2 separate regions of the Mus musculus genome follow, and region 1 is linked to region 2. Evidence: chromatin contacts called from public Hi-C data. All regions are on one chromosome and are shown on one strand. Each heading gives the region's core, a stretch centred on a gene start, on an enhancer-like site or on the middle of the called end of the contact. The rest is flanking DNA. Distances are from core to core; before and after follow the strand shown.

What was found. Hi-C and Micro-C count contacts between places; a contact is called where the count stands out from the background.
Region 1: a Hi-C map of forebrain shows a contact between it and region 2, with 3 times the contacts expected there. The contact joins two enhancer-like sites. A contact is called at or near these places in 4 of 484 Hi-C or Micro-C datasets (the N1E-115 cell line, embryonic stem cells, forebrain and 1 more).

The regions. Positions count from the first base shown.
Region 1 is chr14:12,135,025-12,142,285 of GRCm38.p6, forward strand. The region is part of intron 8 of Ptprg (protein tyrosine phosphatase, receptor type, G); the gene reads left to right. Among named protein-coding and RNA genes, the nearest start is that of 3830406C13Rik, 150 kb to the right of the region's middle. Within about 2 kb of position 5,062, at least 17 of the 459 cell types and tissues checked have an H3K27ac peak or open chromatin away from gene starts, as enhancers often do. A contact at or near this core is called in forebrain, where this site is marked.
Region 2 is chr14:11,770,327-11,777,760 of GRCm38.p6, forward strand. The region is part of intron 2 of Ptprg (protein tyrosine phosphatase, receptor type, G); the gene reads left to right. Among named protein-coding and RNA genes, the nearest start is that of Gm52128, 200 kb to the left of the region's middle. Within about 2 kb of position 5,090, at least 121 of the 459 cell types and tissues checked have an H3K27ac peak or open chromatin away from gene starts, as enhancers often do. A contact at or near this core is called in forebrain, where this site is marked.

The DNA of each region.
Region 1 (7,261 bases), core at 3,812-6,311, 360 kb after region 2:
CTGAAGTAATCAGCCCATGTTCAGCAGAACTTAGGGCCACTGCAGCCAGAGTCCCCATAGCGACCCCAGGAGCTAGCTAATCTGTCACCTTCCCCACTGCCCACTAAACACCTGCTCATCACTTAGGATTCAGCACAGCCTCTCTGCGCAGCAGGTCTCCCCACCGATCTGCTCTACCAATCCAGGTCCAGGTGATGGTACTGTAATATAATGCTGTCGTTAAAAGTGCACCACTGTGTTCCTTAGCGCTGCGAGTGTGAGTGCTGTGAGTGGGCTGACATTAATTCTAACCCCCAGTTTATCCATCTGGGAAATATCCACCCATAGGCCTCAGATTTATTAGTAGTTTTAGATGTGATGCAATAAAGTATAAATGATTATTTAAAAGTCAGGTATCTATAGATAATATGACAATATTTTTAACTTGTGTTTATACTGTACACACACATACACTATTTTTTTTTTAATCAACTCTTCTGTTGATGTGATAAAACACCTTGATCAAGGTAACTTATAGAAGAGAGAGTTTATTTGAGCTTACGTTTCCACAGGGTTAGAGGTCATAACAGCAGGGTAAGGTAGTAGGCTATGATGGCTGTCGCAGAATGCTGAGAGCTCACATCTTGAACCACAAAAACAAAGCAGAGATGACATTGGGGGCATGGTGAGGCCTTAAGCTTTCAACGCCCACCCCAGTGATAGACTTCCTCCAGCAAGGCCACACCTCCTAAATCTACCCAAAGTGCACTATCAATTATGGGCCACATATTCAGGTAGCATGAATTGGGGTAGGATAGGGCAGGGCATTCTAATTCAAACCACTACACTTCTTTGCTTTCTAGTGAGACCACTTGGTAGCCCTCATGCCATGGTCTTTGGAAAATGGGATTGCAGATCATGCCAGGGTCACTTTAAATTGTTCTCTAGTTCCTATACTTTCTTCAGAGTAGTGTGTCCTTCATGAGCTCTTAGACATGGAAGAAAGGGAGGTGACATTCTGAGGCACCAAGATTTCTAGAGTTTGAGTTTTTTGTCCTGTCTGGTCTGCTGTGGGGACTCTGATGCAATAAGAGACCTCTCTCCTCACATCAGGTCTCTGGAAAGTTCCCTGCATTAAGGGCTCTGAAGCTGAGCTGGGGTGATCCCTCGCCACCCTGGCATGGCTTCTGTTGCTATGGATAGGATGTGAAATAGTTAAGCCTGTGCCTAAGTGCTATGCTTGTACAGTCTGTGTTTCACATTGATCCACAGTTGGCCCCTTGCCCCAAGTGGAGGGTCTAAGTGGAAGTCCCTGGAGTAGCTGCTTACTCTGACAGCCTAAGACACTTGGGGGTCACACTGGCTTTCATCAGAGCATATCCCAGTACCTCACCTAAATCCCAAAATGAGAAGGGTCAGGGGAGACTGAGATTGGCTCTTAGAACCTCTGAGAAAATATCCTTGACATTGATGTAAAATCAGAGGACCTCGGGTGCTCAGTTAGAAGGCTCTTCATTATTTAACGGAAGCTGGGCTCATAATTAAAGGTGGTTGAGAGAAAAAGCAGAGATTCTCAGTGCTGCTAGGGAACGTTACCCTGCATATCTGTGAGAAGCAATCAGGCCCTGGGAAGGGAAGGACTGATGTCAGAGCCACCTCACAGGGGCTGTTTGTTCAGCAAGCAGGGTGAGGCACCTCCTGCATGGTTAAAAGGCTTCGGTTTATACAAAAGGAAGTGTCAAAATGTCCCCGATGTCAGGGTTGCAGTGGCCATCACTAGGGAAGGAAGGATGTAAAATTAGGCGGCTGCCCCTGCACTCCTGACCTGGGCAGGGGGGTGGTCAGGCTGTGGATAAGGAGACTGTAAGGGCAATGGGGTGTGGTGGAAACTGTGGTAAGGATGGTCATAACCCAGTCTAAAGGAGATCCTTGCTCTGCTGTTCTAGCTGACCTGATTTAAACATCCAGACTTGTGAATAAAAGCTATTGAGCCTGAATGTCCAGTGGGCCCAAGGCCCACAACCTGTTCTTTACATACAATGTGCCTGTTACATTCACGCCAATCCTATGAGGAAGCCATTACATGCAGCAAGCAGCCCATCATACAGATGAGAAGGCACGAGGCCATAAGATCCCAAGTCCCACACTTGGACACACCAGCTTTCTGAAACCCTTCCATAAAACTGTGCACTTTTTCTGGTTTCTTTCTTACTGGGCTTGAAAGGAGGATCTTATTTGGTGCCGTGGTTTCCTAACTGCACATATCAGCAGAACCCCAGGCACTGGCTCAAGCTGGCCTCTCACGCTCTCCAGCCTGGAGTAGCACTTGCACCTTCTGGAGACCGGATGTGTTTCTTGAGTCACACACATCCCCTTGCTGAGAGGGGTGACATAGAGAACATAGACAAGGTTTCTACATAAACAGAAGTCCCTGAAAGTGTCAGCCAGAGTGAGCTGGGTGCTCTGACTGTGTGGATGGCGTCTTTCTCAGTGGAGTGAAAGAGCAAAATCGTTTCTAAGGATGATGTCTCTGACTGTATACAGGGTGTTAGTGATCAGTGGTGTAGTCCCTTCATGAAGGTCCTCACAGCCCAGGCAGAGCAGATATTGAAGGCATGATATCGAAGGCAGATCACCAGCTGAGGGAGAGCTGGCAGATACAGGTGACTAAGGAGCAAGGTGGGAACCTGGGACTTTGGAAACAGAAGGAGTCACATCCCACAGGCCTGCGCACCAGGGAATGGCCAAGGATCTTACACCAGTGTCATCAGCTTGCTTGCTGTTCAAATGCACACGCATGTCAGCCTCCGCTGTGGACTCGAGCACTGCGCAGAACACAGCCAAAGAATTACCATCTGCACCTGACTCAGGCGCGGGAGGTGCATTGTTCCAGATAGCCAGTGAAGCAGCAAGTGACTGAGGGTGAGTGTTGGGAAGGGTCTCAGCTCCCTGGAGAAGCTGCCTGTGAGCTGTGCGCAGGGGCTGGATTCTGTGCTGAGAATATAAACACACATGTTCCTTTTCATCATGGAAACCTCACCCACCATCAGTTTTTGTTTTATATGAACTGGGATGCTCATATCTTTAAACAATACAAAAAAGATCCAAGTTCAAGACCCACAGGAATCATATAGAACTGAGATTCAGCATCAGTGTGTAAGTTCTGGGCACACTCACTCTCACAAGCATCAGTGTGTAAGTTCTGGGCACACTCACTCTCACAAGCATCAGTGTGTAAGTTCTGGGCACACTCACTCTCACAAGCATCAGTGTGTAAGTTCTGGGCACACTCACTCTCACAAGCATCAGTGTGTAAGTTCTGGGCACACTCACTCTCACAAGCATCAGTGTGTAAGTTCTGGGCACACTCACTCTCACAAGCATCAGTGTGTAAGTTCTGGGCACACTCACTCTCATAAGCATCAGTGTGTAAGTTCTGGGCACACTCACTCTCACAAGCATCAGTGTGTAAGTTCTGGGCACACTCACTCTCAAAAGCATCAGTGTGTAAGTTCTGGGCACACCTACTCTCACAAGCATCAGTGTGTAAGTTCTGGGCACACCCACTCTCACAAGCATCAGTGTGTAAGTTCTGGGCACACTCACTCTCACAAGCATCAGTGTGTAAGTTCTGGGCACACTCACTCTCACAAGCATCAGTGTGTAATTTCTGGGCACACCCACTCTCACAAGCATCAGTGTGTAAGTTCTGGGCACACCCACTCTCACAAGCATCAGTGTGTAAGTTCTGGGCACACCCACTCTCACAAGCATCAGTGTGTAAGTTCTGGGCACACCCACTCTCACAAGCATCAGTGTGTAACTTCTGGGCACACCCACTCTCACAAGCATCAGTGTGTAAGTTCTGGGCACACTCAGTCTCACAAGCATCAGTGTGTAAGTTCTGGGCACACTCACTCTCACAAGCTCATTGCCTCTGCGGCTCTGTGCTTTGAAGGCAAGAGAGACCACGTGACTCTCAAAGTCAAAAATATTTCCTTTGTGCACTTTTTATTTCTATAAATGCCAGAGGCTTTTCTGGTACAGAATCCTGCAAAGGCCTCTTCCACATTACCCCAGTGTTCAGAAGCCCACTGTCTGGGAAGATGAGAGACAAGCTGGGGATAGATCAGGAAGAGACTTCTTTCCTATTGTACTTCTCAACTAGGACGCATGTGAGGAGGCCTTCTTGGTACCTCTGGCCTGGTCCAGGGAATCTGAGGCAAGTATGGGCCTTAGTTACAGTCTCCTTCCCCAGCAGGTGGTCCTATCCCCAGAGGCTTTAACTCTGCACTTGCCATTCAAAGTGATGGCGCTATTTATTATAGGCACGGCCTCCTGACTCCATCATTAACTTACCTACAGACCTTATGCCTCCATTGTTCTTGTTGGTTTGTTTGGGGTTTTGATTTATTGGTTTCTGAGTCAGGGTCTCACCATGTCACTTAGCCTGGGCTCAGATTTAAGAACCTCCTGCCTCAGCCTGAGAGCATCTGTGATTTTTGGCATTGAACCACCACATCCAGCCTGTTTTTATTTTATTTTTTTTCTATATCAAATTGTATGTAATCCTATTTCACATATATAGGAAGAGGTAGATCATATGTCAATATTGGATCCTGAAATGTTTGCAGCCGCTGTCTATGATCACAGCGACATTTCGGGTGAAATCGTTTTAACTTTCTTCTTGCTTTTTTGTACTATATGAATCATCTTACTCTGCATAGAAGAGCCCAGCCATTTTCATTTCAAAAAATAAATAAGGATGGTGCATCTGCATGTGGGTGCTAAGATTATTTATGTGGTTGTGATGTAACTGCTGGAGGAATGTGTCCCTCAGGGCCACCGCTGATTGCGGCAGGAGAGGGAATGGTTTCAGGAAACACAAGGAAAGAAAGAACGTGGTGGGAGGTGAGAGCTGAGGACGGTAGGTCATCATCGCAGAGTATAGCACGTTGCCGATATATGAAGCTGCCCCACTGCCAGTGTTAAAAAGGATGCGATCGCCTGTGGATCTCTGCTCACTTTTCCATCCCTCCCTCGGTGCTGTCTGGAGAAGCCTAGCAAATTGGACTATTTAAAAATAGTACATTGTCGCCCCCTAGTGTTTCTTCTGTTATGTCACATTTGGCCATTCCAGAGTTCTTCATAGTCTTTGAAGGCAAATATGTGGCAGCTTGATGCCCACCCCTTGCATTGGGGCGCTCTGAAAGGCAAGGAGCATGCCTCACCAGTCCCCACATCTTCCTGTTGAAGCCACAGAAAGCACATTTCTCCAACAGACGCAAAGGAGCCTCTTGCCAGGCAGGGCCGCTCTCCCTCACAGCTGCAGCCTGAGTGCTTCTCTGCAGGAGTGTGGCCAGAGACTCTTAGAAACTGCCTTAGGTTTGGTAGTCTGGGTCTGGAAAAGAGGTGTGTGTCTCTTGGGGGCTTCTGGAAGGTTCTGTGCTGTTCCCAAGAATGGCTGCGGTGTGAGCTCACCTCTCACTTAGCTCCTTACCTGACAGAGCCAGCAGGTGTTCTATTACCCCCCACCACTCGTAAGTCCCTCCCCCTGCCCTGCCCGACATCTCAGTTTTGCATTGTTTGTTCTAGAACTTGCCATCTTCCTAGTCCGAGTCCTTGGCTTAGTGTGCAGACAGTGCTGCGGACACCTGGACAAGCCTCCTCCTCCTCCACCTTGGGGGCACAGGAGTCTGTCAGACAAGCTCATCCAAACACTCCGGGCTTACTTTTGTATTGGTTTCCAGAGGCTTCAGGAAGAAAGGCCAGAATTTTAACCTGGCCTCTAGGCTTCCCAGTCCTGGCTTACCCATCTTCCTGCTTTGGTCCCATCACGGTCCTGTACAGACCCTGGAATACTGCTCCTGTGTCCCTTCTTCTGCCTCCACTTCTTCCCCAACCTCTACCCATGTAGACTTGGCTCAGCTCTCAATTGAAAGAGCCTTCCACAAGGGAGTCAGCCCCCAATAGAGTCGGATTCTTCTCTGAAGTGCTCCTGCAGGATGTGACGTCCTCCCTCCTGACGTCTATCCAGGCCTTGCGCTCAGTATCAGCTTAACATGGGTGGTTCCTTCCAAAATCTGCATTTCTCCTTGGAGACTGAGGGACATGGGCTCTGTGGAGACATTTGTTTGTGTCTAGAGACAGGTTTGGCTGTCTTAGGAAGATAGGAGAGTGGCACACTTGATCATCCAGACTGTACATAGCAAACATTTGCCATACCCACCACCCTACAGGCTGATCCGGAGCCTTCAGTACCACGGGGAGTTGGCCCTGGACAGCTGTGGCTCTGCTGTGTCTCCTTAAGCTCCTGAGCTGCAGGGATGGGCAGACAGATTAGCCTGACTGTCCCTTACTACCCAGGGTACCACCAGTTCAGAGGAAGCCATCCTTTCTCTGGGTGCCTCTGCTTTAGCATTATTGGAAGACGCATTGCATTTATGCTTTGATCTGCCTGCAATAAAATTTCATCTGCAAATTTAGCTAGTTGTCTGGTCCTCCAGTCAAAGAGTCTGTCTTGAGGAAAAGTCAGAGGAGAAAGCTTCATCAGCACAGGGTCAGGTGAGGAGGGCAACAGCCATAAGTTGTCTTGAAAACAAGGGGGCAAATTTGAATATGGATATTGTACGAGAATCCTATTGAGTCACTGTGTGTTTTCTTAGGTAGGGTAATGGTAGTGAGGCTAGATGAGGGAATGTTCTTGTTCTGAAAAGTTGCAGGTATGAGTATTTAGGGCTGAAGTACAGAGTGTCTACTAAGCTAAAACGTAGGGAGCAGGGCAGGGCTAAGCATGGTGGCACATGACTTCAACCCTGAGGCTTAGGGCATTAAGGCAGTAGTACCATAACCTTAGAGCAAGCCTGGGCTATATAGCAAAACTATGTCTCAGAAAATAAAGAGAGAGCTGGGAAGATGGCTCAGTAAGCAATCACAAGAATCTGTGTTTGATCTTCAGAAATGTGTGTGTATGTATGTGTGTGTGTATATATAAATATATATGTATGTATATGTATATACGTATATGTATATGTATGCGCGCCAGGTGTAAAATGAAACCCCAGAGGGAGCATGTGACCTCAGCACCAAGTAGGCGACCTGTCCTTGGGAAGTTCCAGGCCAGTGGCTTCCTCCTGAGAAATGACACTCTACATTACCATCCTCTTCCACACTGTGGCACTTGTGGATGCATACTTGTGTGCACATGTGCATACTATGCATAAATAGATGACGAGAGGAAGGAGAACTGGTGTGGAACACTGCTAATGGGCCTTGGATGGCC
Region 2 (7,434 bases), core at 3,840-6,339:
ACATTCATGTGTGCATTTTTGTGCCTTGTGGAAAACAGTGTTCAGATGTGAGCTTCTCAGGTGGTGGGCAGGCGGCTGACCTGACTCTCACTGAGGCATGTAGCACCACTCCATATATCTCTTGTAGATCATGTACACTACTCCTTAAGAGATTTTAAAGTAGACATATGTCTTGGGTCTTTTGGGTCTGTTAGTATAGTAAGGAGACATTTGGAGAGCCAAAGATGTAACTCCAGGGTCTTCTGTCTCTCCTGGGATGCTGCTTTCAGGTATGAAGAATCCACCTTGCCATGATCCATTTGTTGAATTAATCACTTGCTTTCCCTTGGATTTGATTTATGGTTTGGTGGAAAAGTCTAGAAGGTGCTTAGAGCGAGCAAGACTAGGTTCCTTCTTGGAGAGAATGCAGGGCTGGTTCCGAATGAAGAAAAAAAGAACAGTTGCCCAGGGTGAGGCAAAAGATGAAATTCCCTTGGGCTACCCGCTCTTCTCTTTGTGACTCTTCTGGAGTCTTGTACACAGAGGCCAGGCAACTGGGCCAGCTCACAGTATTATTAAACGTTCTTTTGGATAGATCTCAGCTCTTGTTGTTTTCTTCTGTCAGTTGCTAGATAAAGGCTCCCGTCCTGCCACTGGAAAAAGGCTGAGGCTGACATACAGTTAAGTGGGAACTCACTGATATCCTCTTGGGTACAACCTCAGACCCTGAGCAACCCAACTGCTTCATAAAGAGGGGGGATGGTGGACTCAGCTTTACATTTGCCTAACTCAGTTTGCATCTCTGTCCCCTAAATGGAGCTGGGACCTTCTTGTTCAGGTGACAGTGTTTCTGGCAACCTTTTCAGCCAGGGGGTTAAAATGAGTCGGCCTCGTCTGTGCCATTCTGTTTAAGGAGCTGGGAAAGTGCTGACAGGGCTTGCCTTGGACACATGCTCAGTTTTCATTTTTACTGAAGGATTCACGGACTTTCCCACCCTTCTTTCCCAAAAAGAAGAAAAAGACTTTATTGATATGTCAAAAAAATGAAAAGCTACTGTGAACATACTTAGACTCTCCCTACCCCCAACTTTTAAAAATAGGTCTCCTAATGCCAGGGACTTTGTAAAGCAGCGGTTTTAAATCCTGGAATTTCCCCTCCCCTGGCTTTTGAAAGCTGAATCTTGTTTTTCCCCCAAAGACCACTTGGGGGTTTGAGTTTTCTGAGAGCACAGTGTGAAGAGTCTGCTGGACCCTTTAAGATAAAAGTCTCTTGTTTGTCTCACTGATGGTGGCTCCATACCTTTGCCAGGGCTGAGACAGGTGGTTGTAATGGTTATTTCTTTTGCTCTTAGTCGCTGTTTTGGTTTTCGTTTGTTTTTTTGTTTTTAACCCCCCCTGAGTTGATTTACCCCCTCAGGTGCATTCAGTGCTATCTGGTTATTCTGTTCATCTCACTGGGATCCACTAGACTTGTGTCCCACAAGACACATGGGCGGTGCTGCTCTCTGATGAACCCTGAATGCTGCCTCGGTTAAGAGTCTCTTAGGAAGGGGTACATTTTAGGATGCGTTCAAGTTGGCCTGTGTACATGCCCCTTTTTGTTGTTGTTCAATTGCCATCAAGTCATAAAATAGAATTATTGAAAGCAAATTATATGTTAAGGAAAATACTAGGTTTACTATCTGGCAAAGGGTGGAAAACAGAAAAGCAGTGGACCTCTTACCACTTAACCCCCGGTAACATTTCTATCCAAGGTCTGTTTCTGTTTTGTTAATCAACAAAGCTTAGAAGATCATGAGTCTAAGGTAAAGTATATCTGTCATCTGTTCATCTCTCAGATGTGCACTTAGCTATGGGGGATGGAGGCCATGTTGAAATTAGAGGGGCTGGGGAGAATTGCTCAGTGGTAAGAGTGACTGCTTTGCAAACAAGAACACCTGAGTCTGAATCTCCAGAACTGGGCTTGCTATTCACACACCTGCAACCATACCTTAGCACTGGTGGGGTCAGAGCCTGGAGGGTCCCTGGGGTTTGCTGCCTACCAGGCTAGCTTCAGGTTCAGTGAGAAACCTGTCTGGATAGATAGAACCCGACACCATGAGCCCATGCACAGGTGCGTCCACCTGCATGTGTGCGCATGCACAGACACAGGTACACTCACTCTTTGTAAAACATATGACTATGTTTTAGCCATTGTGATCCAGGGTCAACCTCTTTACATTTTAGTTTTATGTTTTGTTTCTTATGAAGGGCACACATTAGTCAGTGTAAAGGGGTGGAAATGGGTTTACAAATATCAAAGCGCAAAGCTCTGATGTGACCTTTGTTTTTCATATCAGAGACTGTGTTTTCTATTAAGCCGTCAATCATATCCCTTCCCCACCTCCACCTTGCCATTTAAAAAGACAAAAACATCTTTGGGGATTTTAGTCTCTGGTGACAGATTTCTGTGGGATGATGGCTAGCATTCTGAGACAGGTCCTTGGATCAGATTTCTTTAGAATGAGAAAGTATCCTGTGTGCTAAATGGAATTTTGTGTTTAGACGTGTCTTCTGCTACTTGCCACGCTAGTGTTGGCCTGGGCTCTGAGTGAGAGGGTGAAGTGACTGCTCAGAAGTGGCCTTTGATCTTCCCGAGTGGAGGAAGGGAAAGGCAGATTTGGCCTGGTTATGGCAAGGATTCTTGATGCAGGGATCTTTGAATCGATGGTGGAGGAAGTAATATTGGCAAGAGCAAGAATGGTTTCTTAAACAGTTGTGTGTGTGTGCATGTTTAGCTGCGAATGCATGCAGTATATCTGAGAGCACAGACTTATATAAACACATGTATTTCAAAGCAAGAAGTCAACTTTGTGTTTTATTTTTCATTATCCACCTACCTTACATTTTGAGACAGGGTCCAACCCTGGGCCTCAGAGCCACTAAGTTAGGCTGGCCAGTGAGCCCCAGAGAACTCCTTGTTCCTGTCCTTCTAGCACACGTGCACCACTACAAACTTGATTTTTATATGGGTTCTGAGGTGTTGAATTCAGGGCCCCATGTTTGTGCAGCAGGCTTGTTACCAACTGAGCCATCCTTCCAGCACAGGGTTGGGCTTTGAGCTTAAGGGAGCCCGTATGTTTCTCAGCACACCTGGCTCCAGGCATTCTCACTGGAATATCACAGGGGATTTAAATGGGTGGGTTCAAGACTTCATTTCCTCTTCCTCCTTGACTCAGTTCTAAATACATGTCTTGTCGTGTGAGGCTCATTATACAGGCAGTGAATGGAAAGTTGAATTAATGATTAAGCCCCGTTCATTTCTGATTTATGGATTTATTTCTGATTTATAGTCTTATGATTTCTGTGCTTCTGGACTTACAGTGGACACTAATAATCTTATTGTTACTCTTCTCCTGAAGTTATCTTAAAAGCTTGGTGCAGCAGTGAGCACATTGTGCTGTGTACCAAGGAAAGAAAAGAAGTGGCAAAATCGCTCTGCTGGCCCTGGCTCGATCTCAGAGGGGTCACCTTTCTTTCTTTCTTTCTTTCTTTCTTTCTTTCTTTCTTTCTTTCTTTCTTTCTTTCTTTTTTTTTTTTTTTTTTTTTTTGATTTATTTATTTCATGTATGTGAGTACAGGGTAGCTGTCTTCAGACACACCAGAAGAGGGCATCAGATCTCATTATGGATGGTTGTGAGCCACCATGTGGTTGCTGGGATTTGAACTCAGGACTTCTGGAAGAGCAGTCAGTGCTCTTAACCGCTGAGTCATCTCTCCAGCTCTCACAATCCTTCAAATACTAAAATAGAGTTTTGTTAATTAGAAGCCTCGTGAAACCAGCGTCCACCATGTATCTGATTTTGCTGTTGATGTAATTTTAGGAAATCAAATGAACAAAGGGAAATTAAGTTTCTCTGCGGTGGCTCGTGTACTCTTCTACATTCTATTAGATTTAGCAAAAGTTCTGCAGGTGGGAAGACAGCAGGCCCACAGCCATCAGCATTTTGAAGGGCAGTGCTTTGTAAATATGAGGCCTAGAATCCTATCTTTTACTTTGCCATTCAAAAACTTGCATTAGGCTTCTAAGTTATTGACCACATGCACAGAGAAGACAAGTCGGGATGTTGTAAATTTTGTGTTTGAAAACTGTATCCATTTATTTTCCCTGTACAAGTGTGGAACTGGCCATAGTGGACATGTGAAGGTCAGAAAACGGCTTCTGAGGTTGAGGCTCTCTCCCCACCATCTGGGCTCCAGGGGTCGAACTTGGGTCATCAGAGCGCTTTTACCTGCTGAGTCATTTCACTGGCCCAAGATGCTGTTATTTTGAAAGAGGAAAACAGAAGCTCTTCAAACTCTTCTTTAAACATTACTTTCTAATTTCTGACACCAATGTAAATCAGAGGATGGGAGGTCAGAGGAGGAGAGGAAATTTGTTTGCCTGAGACTGGTAAGAAGGGGCTTCCACTGAGAAATCCTGGGTTAGGCAGCCAGAAGATTTGAGTGTAGCTCAAGCTCAGAAGCAGCCCGAGTTTAGCTGACACTTCTTGGCACACTTCCAGTGTGCTATAATGGGCCTTGGGGACACAGTGTATGGTTTCCATAGACAGTATCAAAACTTGGATTTGACCCTAAGAAACAAAGTGTGTTGAATTCTGTTTGATAAATCTTGCTTAGTTTTGACTCCACTGAACTGGATTTTATAATTTTACATCTTTTTATTTATTCATTTATTTTCTGCCTCACATTGTTGACCTGCTCTAAGTCTGCCTGGAGATAGTTAATAATCTATACGTATTTACCTGTGTGCAATTCTATAAGCACGTACACCCATTACAATTTCAGCTCAAGACAGGAGTGTTCTCCTGTGTGACTGCCGGGCTTCTCCAAATGACATTTCCCCTGTCAGACTTTGAAGTGCTTTGAGACTGTTCATAGCTTCCTCATGGCCCGAGCCCCCTCGTTTCTTCTGTCCAGCGGGAAGCTCAGGGTGCCTCTGCCTGTGCAGGATGAGGCCTGAGCTCTGACATCTGGACCAACAAAGGCTTCCCGGCCCTGGCACCCAGGGCTCAGAGTGCCACAGTTAATGCCTGTTTATCAGATTATTGAAGGGCAAGCTGCTTGCCTCAGAATGAGCTCCCTGCGGTTGTGTAATCCTATCCAGGCCGAGTCCTGAGAGCCTTATACAAACAGGGCACTCTGCCGCTGCCGAGAGGCTCAAAATGTGTAGCGTGGGTTTGCTCGGATCAGGCCTTCGGAGTAGATGTAATCAAATTCACAGGCAGCCTGGTACTCACAGTCCACAGCTTTTCACAGTGGGAATTTTCATCTCGTGGGAGCTCCAAGTAGAATAATGGTTTCCAGAGAGAGGCTGGGGAGACACGGAGGCTGAAAGAGGTGGGGTACACTGTCATTTCTGCTTACTGGGGTCAAGGCCTGGTGTTCTAATGCATGGGGAAATGACCACAGCGACAGCAAAGCTTCATGCACTGCATAAGGTCAGTGACGCAGATAACTGTGGCTGTGGGGACAAGGAAGTGACATATTTAGCCCAGGGACCCATTACTACACACTTTTCCAGTGCTGAAATTATAAGCACGCTCTTGCCTGCCTTTTTTATTTACGTGGATTTTGAGGACCAAACTCAAATCCTTACGTTTTCACAGGCAGCCATTTACAGACTAAGCTGTCTTCCCAGCCCCTAGCTGCTAATTCTTATGCAAGTGGTCACTTTGTCCAGTTTGGAAATCTTAAGTAGGTTATCAACCTCATCAGAACGTCCTCAGACAGGAATCAATTTTACTGAGACATTTAAATTCCATAATGTGATATTGGGACAGATTGAATTATATAGGACATACCATCGTTGTTACAAAACACAAAGGTTTCAAATTGAGACTAAAGTCTTTGGAACGTATAGTTCCTTGGACACAGATTCCCTGGCCTAGATAATATTGAATTGCAGCCCTTTTGCCCTGCTCTCCCACATAGAAGTTGGCAAGGAAGCCCCAGTGAAGGTTAGTCTTAAAACCAACGCCATTCACGTCTGCCAGTGAAAAAGGCTTTAAAACTTGGGCCCTTTCCTAATGGAGCCTTTGAATCCAAGTGCTTTCAAGTGTCGCCTCTCTGTGTCTTAGTGGGTGGAAACTGAGGGTGCAGGACCCTTTACAAATATCTTTTTTATATGTATCCTTATTTCTGGACAGGCTACCTTCAAATTTGTTTTTCCTAATTCTTAACCCTGACCTTACACAGTGACTTTACTTTCCCACACTTTGCGTGTTTGCCTGCAGAATGGGGAGCAGAGAATAAACAGAAATCACGGTAGGAGGAAAGAATGGGTGAGTACAGTGTCAGCTCACTGTCTGCCTGTCACCATGGTATCACTTTTTGTCCTGAGGGTAGTAGGAATTTCCCAAAGGATTGTGCAGTGATGTCATTACGCAGTGCCAAAGTTAAGTAATAGCGTTTCCTCAATAGACCTGCGTGCCATAGCCTTTGGCTGTACCATCAGGGAAGGTATCTATTCCATGAACTGTCTTTCTGTGCTGAGCCTAAATGTTTGGGCCAGCAAACAGACTACCAGAGGCACTCCTACTTCATAGTCCCCTTTGTTCTGATTCAGGTTGGGTCCATGCCTATCCAATAGCTGCGTAGAGAGATGAGAGAGCACCTTTCTTCTTAAGCCCCTGCGGGTGGAAGTGCTCTGTACATATGACAAATGGCTACTGGCTACGTGGCCAGTGATACCTGTGATGTGAAGTACAATAACGTGTGAAACCACATGTTTCATAGGGAAGTGAGTATGGGCCAAGGAAGAGGTGATGATCTTGTATACAACATAAAGGATGGGTTAAAGATACAGAATAGTATATTGAGCTATCGGCTGTCCTAGAGGAAATAACCTGTAAACAGGAGTAGTGCAGGGTCTCAGTATTGATTGAGGAATAGTTCTCTTGGAAGGTTACAGAGAAATGGGAGAAGCCCAAGTGAGGAAAAATTAGAGAGGAACAGGCATGCGCCAAATAACTAGTCTAAGGAAATGGCTCCTTGTTAAGGCACCCGCACAGATAGCACCAGTGCAGGGGGTTTATTTCGTGTTCTAGAGCCACAATGTCTTTTTTGTAGGCGCACGACTATTAGGGAAGGCCACCGTGCACTTGCTGTGTAGACCCACTGGTCTTCAGGTTCCTGTGCTGGGTCTGCCTCTACTAACCCGAGACTGCACGCCTCAGGCTTCTGCACAGACACTGCTGCTCTCTGTCTGCTGTGTGTAGAAGCTGTTTTTTCCACTGTGGCCTTTGATGGAAAGATAAACGTATCCTCCCACCAATCAGATAGGATAGGCATGTATTATAATTTATTGTATGTAACTTGAGGACAAATGGAGCCTCTGTTCCCAAGAAGGTCTGTAATTATGGCTCTAGAATTTGCCAAAATGGGCCACCACTTAGGTGACCTTATAGAGAACGA